Linked DNA regions of Mus musculus: region 1 is linked to region 2. Evidence: chromatin contacts called from public promoter capture Hi-C data. All regions are on one chromosome and are shown on one strand. Each heading gives the region's core, a stretch centred on a gene start, on an enhancer-like site or on the middle of the called end of the contact. The rest is flanking DNA. Distances are from core to core; before and after follow the strand shown. Region 1 holds the start of Pir (pirin). Region 2 holds the start of Siah1b (siah E3 ubiquitin protein ligase 1B).

The links. Promoter capture Hi-C pulls out the DNA fragments that hold promoters and counts their contacts.
Region 1: a promoter capture Hi-C map of erythroid cells shows a contact between it and region 2, with 7 times the contacts expected there. The contact joins the promoter of Pir here to the promoter of Siah1b in region 2. A contact is called at or near these places in 3 of 39 promoter capture datasets (erythroid cells and liver), 7 of 484 Hi-C or Micro-C datasets (embryonic stem cells, nephron progenitors, reprogramming fibroblasts and 2 more), 1 of 115 datasets of contacts at active chromatin or transcription factors (trophoblast stem cells) and 3 of 9 other capture datasets (adipose tissue, liver and pancreatic islet).

Annotation. Positions count from the first base shown.
Region 1 is chrX:164,266,645-164,271,180 of GRCm38.p6, forward strand. Pir (pirin) reads left to right here and starts at 2,787. Exons shown (of 10, transcript NM_027153.3): 1 at 2,787-3,033.
Region 2 is chrX:164,074,694-164,079,331 of GRCm38.p6, forward strand. It overlaps Siah1b (siah E3 ubiquitin protein ligase 1B), which reads right to left and starts at 1,800. Exons shown (of 4, transcript NM_001308385.1): 1 at 1,494-1,800; 2 at 885-976.

The DNA.
Region 1 (4,536 bases), core at 1,537-4,036, 190 kb after region 2:
AGTGTAATGATGGTATGTTTCGATTAATGGCTGGTTGGTTGTCTTGGCAATCAATTAAATGGACATAGGTACTTTCTGCAAAGTTAGTCACTAACCTGGAATATTTTGAAGATCTACCTCTTTTCTCCTATGACATGAAAACTGTTATTCTGTTTCCTATTTTTAAAAATAAACTAAAAGCTTAAAGACACTGGACTTTGCTTAGAATTTTGTGGATCAGGAAGTTGGAAGGAACAGTGTTGGGTGTTCAGGTTGTATCCATGTGGCTTTGACTGGTACAGCTGGGGCTGATCCATTTTCAAGGTGGTTTGTGTTAAAGAGCAGCTGGTTTCCATGAAGCAGGGTGTGGCACCTGCCAGGTCATTTCAGAGATTCCCTCAGAAATGGCACATTGACTTGGTCATGGCAGCCACAAGCTCTACCTAGACCCAAGAGCAAAAGGAGTAACCAGCATATTTTAGTGGAGTGTCGGAGTCATATTTCAGAACGAACTTGTGAGGTAGAAGCTACTGTTCAGCCCATTGTAGGAAAAGGGGATCTTCCAAAAAATCAATAAACAATGGCCTTAGAAAACAATATATAGGTGATTTTCAGGTCAAATGTCCTCCTAGACTTGAGGAAACAATTAGCACAGGTTGTCCAGAGAGCATGACATAGAAAGCAAGAGCCAAAAAGTGAAGTGAAAGTGAAGTAAGGCAAGTTCTAGACAGGCACAGGAAATTAACAAGAGACAGGTGTGTATGTGTGTTCATCCCTCCGCACCGCCACACAAGTGGCTGGGGCTGAGAACGTTCAAAGACATCAAAGAACTTTCTCCCAAGCCAGTGAGAAGCCACTGAGGGCTCCAGGCATTTGCTTTCTATTTGCCTGCCACTTGAAAAATGGTTTGGCCAGTGCTGAATCTGAAGGCAGGAGGAGTGGGTGGTGATTGGGGAAGATGGATAGAGGCCTTCAAAATGGGAAGGTTTGGATGCGCTGAACTCTCTGAATCCACAGGCTTTTGTGTTGAAAGAGTGTGAAGGCAAAGCTTGCAGTCCAAGCCCCAGCACCTGGTTGAACGTTGGACTGGTTGAGGAAATACAAGACAGTTTATTTATATGGTCTGTAATGTGCCAGCCAGGGTGTTCATACTTCTGTTTTATGTGGAAACTATTTCAGAAATAATTACAGATGGGAAGTACCAATACCTTATTAGTCCACAGCAGTTTGAAGTTTGCATGCATAATCTGTTAGTCTTGAATTGCTGAAGGTAGGCAGAGTCAGTTTGAACCCCACTGATATGAAAAGCTCAGGGAAAAGAGTTAAAAAACAGAATTTATTGTGAATGCGTTTTAATATAGATTTGGGTATCGGCATTAAGGAAGACAGATAGCCATTTCAAGAAAAGACTATATACACCCAAGTGTGGCCATGAATTGAGGCAGGGAGGGGAGAGTGCAACTTTATGAATTTGCATGTCATCCTTGTACAAAGGCCATGATATTTTCCTCTCTACTGTTCCCATTTTTAGTGTGTTCTGCCCAATTGAGCACCAAGGAAAAGTCTTTGTTCTTCCACTTCCCCATTCTTCTACAGCAGAAATCTGTAGTCTGAAAGGTAAGAATGCCTTTTCACATCTTGAGGTTGAAGAGCTTGGGGATCTAGCTCAGTTGGTAGATTGCTTGCCTAGAATACACAAAGCCCCGGGTTCAGTCTCCAGCACCATGTAAAACTGGGCACGCTGGTGAATGCTTCACTGTAACCCTAACACTTGGGAACTGTGGGAAGGAAAGTCAGAAGTTCAAGGTTATCCTAGGCTCTCTAGGGAGGTAAGACCAGCCGGGGATATGGGGAACCATGCCCCCCAAAAACCAGCTGAAATATAAAGTCAAAAGAAGACTTTCATGACAGCTGAGAATTGTACGAATTCAAAACATAATCTTATGAATTCTAATTTCATTATCCAAAATCAAATTTTTATTAAAACACAGCCACCACACTCAGCAGGCGTTGTCTCTGGCTGTTTCTGGCTACAAAAGCAAATGGGAGCAGTCTCCACGGAAGACCCACAGAGCTGGAAAGTAAAAAGACATTTACTGTTTATTCCTTTTCAGTTTCCCAGGCTCGTAGTTTTGTTTTTGTTTTGTTTTTTTTAAAGAGGCATCACTTTCACTCTTTTTCCAAGAAAAGACAATGAACTTCCGGGTATCTAAAGAACATTGCGTATGGTAGCCTGTCTTCTGATTAAAAGTCCTAGGAAAACTAGATTGCTTCCTGGCTGTGGACAAACCCTCACCTCCTGAGGCTAACTCTCTAAGGCCTGCTCTTGAAGCCCAACAAAACTCAAGCCCTTCTATGATTCCCTATTAGAGTGTGCCTTCTCTTTCAGCAGGAACAGAGATTCTTTGGTTCTTACATCTGCTCTGCCTCTGCCCCATTCTCATTGGCAAACAGCAAGAAGCGTATTTATTTATGAGAGATAACTGTGTAGTACCTATGCGGAGACATGCTCATTTCATTCTCATTACAGCCTTACAGTCTTGGTCCTGTCAGCTTTACCACGCTCATTTCACTGGGGATAATGCATAGAGAGGCTGAGTCACTCCCCCAAACGGGACAAGTGGTTAGAAAACATTCTTGCTCATACGAAGCGTTGGGTGACAAGATGACTTGAGTGAGGACAGGTTTTCCAAGAGATTCTAAGGGGCTGCAGAGCACTTGAGTGTCCCATACATTCCTGGGAGGCGGGCAGCGCGCCCCCAAGAGGCCGGGGTGCGCATCACTCTTTGGACCGACTTTCAAAAGGCAGATCCAGAGAGCCATGGGGCGGAGTCAGAGAATCCAAACCCAGGGTAAATAAAGGGTGTGTCCCCCGGTCCAAGGCCCCTGAGACCTAGAGACTCCCGCCTTCTGGAGGCCCGCAACAAAGCGCTGAGTCACGCTGACTGACGGCTGGCGCTCCGCAAACCTGTCCTCCCTTTGCTGTGTCCCTGCCGCTGTGGAGTCTAGGCACCTCCGACTGTGGCCTCCCTCCTGGGCCTGCGCTACTGCCCAGTGAGTGGCCTGGGGAACTCAGCCCTCGTGAGAGTGGTGTGTGTATGTGTGTGTGTGTGTGTTGGGGGTGGGAGGAATGCTCCGACCAGTTTTCATGATGCTGTCTTTCCCAGCTCACTACTGGGGCTCGGAGGGGAGCTGAGGGAGGGAAATGCTTAAATAGCCACCACGATTTGAGATGATAGCTTGGTTTTTCTCTTGGCAACACACTGCAATTAGTTAACTGCTTTATCCTTGTTCCTGTGTATAGGGCCTAAATGTGGGAGTCTGGAAGAAGCCAGAAAAATTAGGTGGAGGCAAAACTACTTACTAGTCGCTTATGTGTGGATGATTACGGGGCTGGACTCAGAAGTTCATTTCTGTCTCCCACATTTCATGGCCCAATAGATGCATGTTGTTTGCCTGCTAGAGAGGATCCGTTTTAGGATCTGCCTTCACAAACTGAAGGGTGCTTCTATGTTGAGTCCCTATAAAGAACAGCAGCTCACTTTCTTACAGCCCTATTTACATCCTTTGAGGCAGACGCTTCTTAATCCCATTGTATAGATGGAAAAGCTGAGACACACAGCATCCCAAATGAAAGCAGCCTGGAATGTGGCAAAACTGAGATGTAAATCTGAGGTGTCCAGTTCCAGAATCTGCCTGTTATTAAAGTGCTTCTCTTAGTTTAAGGAATCTTTGAAGGATTGGTTAGAGTTCATATGGTGATCAGATCTGGGGCTTGGAATTACTTGTCTGCAAACACCTGAAGTTAGAAGTGTGTGTGTGTGTGTGTGTGGGGGGGGGTGATTGTATTTGTTGTGTGATATTTCCTTGGTTAGGACTTAGACTTCAATCAATAATGGAACACTTTTGAATAATAAATGTAGTATATGTGTTGTTCCTGAATCATCGGTTCCATTGCCTGGGGTACTTCATAAATGGTTTGTCTGTGCTTTAGAGGACTTTATTAAGAAGTTCAAAGATTTCTTGCCTAAAAAATTACCTGCACAAGATCTACATAAAATTAAGTCAGCCAGTAAGAATACCAACACAGATGGGAGAAGGTTCCACGAAGTACCACCCCTAACTGAGGAACTTGGGCAGTTGGAGGCTGCTGGGGTAGGAAGTGTCAGTTCTCTTTAAGGAACTGACCCCTATTAGGATGCCCATGCTTCAGTAGATGACCCAACACCCATTCGTATAAGAATGGGCATCACTTAGTCTCAGTAGGCTATGGAAAATACAAGATTACATTGGGAGTGAGATGTGGAGCAGGGGTCTGAAAGGAGTTGGAAGGGGAACAAAGGGTTGCTATGATTAAAAAAACCCGCATTGTAAACATGCTTAATATTATTAAGAGATGAATTTTTAAAAATGGCCACGGACTTTAGAGATAGATGAGTATTTGAATTCAGTGGCCCTTGCAGATTTCCTTCCATGCCAGCATCATCATATTCTGGTGAGAGTCACATACCCCTAGTGTTTTCCATTTGCTTCCAGTATCACCAAAAGAGCTCCCAC
Region 2 (4,638 bases), core at 550-3,049:
CAGCTCAGACTTTGGGAACTATGACCCCAAACATTTCTCAGGGCCAGCTTATAAAGGCTAAAACAACTAAAACCACAATGAGCTCATATGCCAATGTTGGAAGTCACATAACAGTTCTTTAATTTGATAGGTCCTACTGGTGAAGCTTATAGTTGTGGAATTTCTTAAGATTAACAAACGTCATAACCTCGGAACATAACAAGGTATGTGGTCAGCATGACCCTGCTTTGAGTCAAGTTATTTTTCTGTGTTAATGACTGGTACCCATATTACTGCAACAATATGAAATAGCTGGCAGGCATGGAACAAAATGTCTACAGCTATGTTACGGCAGGAGACCTCAACAGACATAACTTACAGGAAAGGACTAGAGAGGGATGTGAGAAAAACCATCTTCTAATTCACTCCATTTTCCATGTTCACAGCAAGGCACACACTTACACACCATCCAGCTAGAATTAACCCTGAACTGCTTGAAAATGTTAAAAATCTAACCTCTGGACAGGTTGAGATCCACAGAAATAAACAGAAGTATAGAGACCTGCCTTATCAAAAAAAGACGACCTCAAACAGGCCACACTAGACTCTGAGATAGTTGACACTGGTTGCAACTCTCTCTCCGTTTCTGCATAACTTCAGCATGCTTAAAGTTTCAAAAAGAAAAGCTTTGTTGTGCATACTAGTCATGCTCACAGTTCTTCGGGCACACACATGCCAACCAAACTTTTGGATAGCAAAGGGGAGATTGGCAGACTTACAGTCCAGAAAGCAGGAGAAAAAGCAACCGTGGTTTTCAGAAGAGATTATTCAAACTAAGGTGTACACATTCAAATTATTTCTCAAGCTTTTTCAGGAAAAGACAAACGAGGTGGAGTTATACTTACAAGTTTCCAGCAGCTTCAGTCCAGTAGCCAGCCCTTAATGCCTGCTGTCATCCGGATCCCAGGCACTATTTTGAAGTTCCTGGTCTCTCGATCTGGAGTAGGGCACAAAAGAAAAAAAAAAAAAAGATGTTAAGAACTTGAGAAGTGGAGACGGGTCAGACTTGTGTTCCCGACACTACTGTGCTACCAATGCCCACCCTGGAGGGTGGCGTTATCCGTCCCCCCCCCCCCCAATCCGGATGAGTTCCAGCGTCTTCAGCCTCGGTGTCTAGAAATGCAGTCGCCCCATCTCCAAACCGGATCCAATCCCCAGGGGTTAGTTAGTGACCCTGTACTGACGAGAGCGCCCTGGGAAGCCGGTTCCTGGGGGAAGCTCGAGTAGCCCCTCCGTTATACTCTCGGACCTACATCTTTCGGGTCTCCCCGGACCAAGGTACCTCAAGACAGTGCGTGTAAAGGCCAAAGGGGTAGTCCTTGTCCCCACAGACAGGCCCTGCGACCCCGCGGCCGCGGTCACACACAGTCGCCCATCCTTACCGAATTCAACCTCCGCGCGGGCTCCCGGCACGAGGCTGCCAGCCTATGAGGAGCTTGCTTACGCCCCCTTACCTCACGCCGCAGCCTCGCGAGACCTTGACTCCTGACCCGCCCTCTGTCTTGGGCCCAGAAACCGGAAGTCCCGCCCTCCGGTAGCTCCGGTTCCGGCTCAATCCGGCTCTGGCTCGCTCCGGCTCCGGCTCCGGCTTTCGACCGCAGCTCTACAGGGAGACCGCTGAGGAGACCCTGAGAACAGCCACAAGTGACTTGCCCAGGCCTTTGATCTCGAACAGCGGCATGCGATCACCCTTGCGCCTAAGACCACAGGCCGATTTTCGCGCTCCGCCCATGTCACCAGCCCGCCTCCATCCGTCGCTTAGACCACGCCTTTTCCTCCGGGCTGTACCACTAGCTCCTTCTTATGGGTGATGCCGTTACCATGGTGCCGAAGCCTGGCTGGGTCACGTCACGTCACGTCCCCTCTTTCGTTAGACTTTCTTATTGGCCTATCAGAGCTTGGCTTGAGAGCAAGCTATGAGCCCGCCTCTCAAAGAGACCTCTTTTCCCCTGCAAGCATATTTTACTGCTTTAAGTCTAAGACACCTCAGAGGTTCCCTAATCACCTACCGTGGCCTTCACCTTGGCCGCCCCTCTCTCGCCAGATCGAGTGTCTCTCTTGAAAAAGGATACCCCAAAGTCCCTCTTGAAAACAGTCCAAATTCTAGATGCTAAATAAATAAATAAATAAAAAGTAAAGTAATGACACTTTTATTTTTTCGTGTTTCTGCCAGTGGTAATTTATGAGCAGAAACCGATGGGAAACAAAACTGCTTGCCCAGTGGTGGGGTTCAGTGGTGGAACTGAAACCTCGCAATTCCTTTTCGTGCCTTTTTTTTTTTTTTTTTTTTTTTTTTGGTTTTTCGAGACAGGGTCTCTCTGTGTAGCCCTGGCTATCCTGGAACTCACTTTGTAGACCAGGCTGGGCCTCGAACTCAGAAATCTGCCTGCCTCTGCCTCCCAAGTGCTGGGATTAAAGGTGTGCGCCACCATGCCCGGCTTTTTCGTGCCCTTTTAATGAGACCTGGGGAGCCAACCCAGTGTTTCTTCCAGCCTCTCACTCAGCAGGCTTTAAATTTTAGACAGGTACGTGGAGGAAGCACACTGCCCTTCTAGTTCTTATGACTTTTTCTAGGCACCAGCTCTCCCTCATACTATGAAGCTCTCTAGACTGCACCACACTTTCATCTCTGCTTTGAAGCCCTCCACCCCTACCCCATACTCCGACATTACTCTTATAATTTGGCTCCCACAGAGACAATGCTAACCCAAAAAACTCTGAATGGGCACACAGGGAGGAAAAAAACCGTTCCATTCGCTCTTTGTTCCTACATTCAAAATCTGTGACTATATTCTGAAAGTACAAGAAGCCTGAAAGAATCTTGAAGTTCTTTGCTTCAAGGACAAGATAAATAAATAAAAAAAGATGTGATAAGAGACTGGATAGGTGGAACCAGTGCTTGGTAAGAGCTGGTGTGTTGATCCAATCGGCAGGAGTAGCTGGGAGCATGAAACCACTGGCCATTTCCATAGTAGTTACTACAGCCCTCACACAATCAAATTCTCAACAAATATTCACTGACAATATCGCCTTTTCATTTGTGTGGAGGGTTACAAGTTTCCCCTCCATCACACAAAGATTAGTTCCATGTGTCAGCAGTCACGATTTTGTGATCACTTTAAAATATGAGTTTCCCTCTCCTCCACTTTCCACCCTTGTGTGGCTTGAAGACAGTGTGTGTATGCACAGGGTAACAATCCTGACCTTAGACGAGCACAGAGTAAAGAACAGGTTTTTGGTGTGTGTGTGTGTGTGTGTGTGTGTTTTGAGACAGGGTTTCTCTGTGTAGCCAGGCTTCAAATTCAGCTATTCACCTGCCTCTGCAGTCCAAGTGCTAGAACTACAGGTGTCTGCCCCCACCTCCAGTTTTTTTTTTATAACTCTAAATATTTTTTTTAAGATTTATGTTACGGGTGGTTGTGAGCCACCATGTGGTTGCTGGGATTTGAACTTCGGACCTTTGGAAGAGCAGTCATGTGCTCTTACCCCCTGAGCCATCTCACCAGCCCCTCACCTCCAGTTTTAAAGAATAGGTTTTAACAAAGCATTTTTATTAAGTTCACCCTGGCCCTGAGACCCCTCATTTATTTCTCAAAATGCCATCCATGTTTTTTGTTTGTTGGTTTGTTAGTTTCTGCCTCACCCTATAAACATGACTGTTTTGAATTTGATAGCATTATTTATCCTTCATCTTTCAGAAATGACTCGAAGCAGCCTACTAAAATGTACACAACATTCTACAAGAGAAGTATTTTAAAGATTTGGACATGGGGATAAATGAGGCGAATAAATAGGCATCCAATTGCAAATCATCAGATTCAAAACAGTACTTGAAGGTGGGAAGTAGATGCGGCTCTACGTTTCTAAAAGGGCTACAGAACAGAAGAAATGAAACTTATTTTAAGGTTTTAGAGTATTCATAAAAGCCGATCAAGATATGGGTTTCATAAAGCATACTTCCAAACACTTGTCCTGAGGGAAACTTGTGATTCCTTGCTGGGGACAAAGAGCTAATCAGACTCCCTGACAGGCAAACAGGTAAGAGTTTGGGGCTATGACTAGGCAATAGATGGTGAGTTTCCAAGATGGCTGGCTTCTTCCTCATCCTCCTGACCAGAGACTAATGACAGGCAGTTTAAAACAAAGGCCCAAGGTGGATCTCTCAGTTCGAGGCCAACCTGGTCTACAAAGTGAGCTCCAGAACAGCCAAGACTACACAGATAGACCCTGTCTGAAAAAAAAAAAAAGCCTGTTGGGCGTTTTTTCTCTTACTAGTAGGGACCCCCTTCCTGTCCAACAAGTCCAAGGCCAAAACGGAACCTGTTTCCCCCAGACATGTGGAGCTCTCAGCCTCCCTTCCCTTTGTTCAAACTGATCAACCTTAAACTGGGGGCAAGACCCATCTCAAAAGACCTTTAAAATGCCCAGCCCTCATTGAGGGCTGGACTTTACCTTCTTGGCTCTCCCCCTCTACTTTGTAGAGGGTCTTTTTCTCTGTGTCCTTTGTGCTCTGTATGTGTGTGTGTGTGTGTGTGTGTGTGTGTGTGTGTATGTGTTTCCTCACCCCAACTAAAAGTCTTTTCTTTACTGCTGATTTTG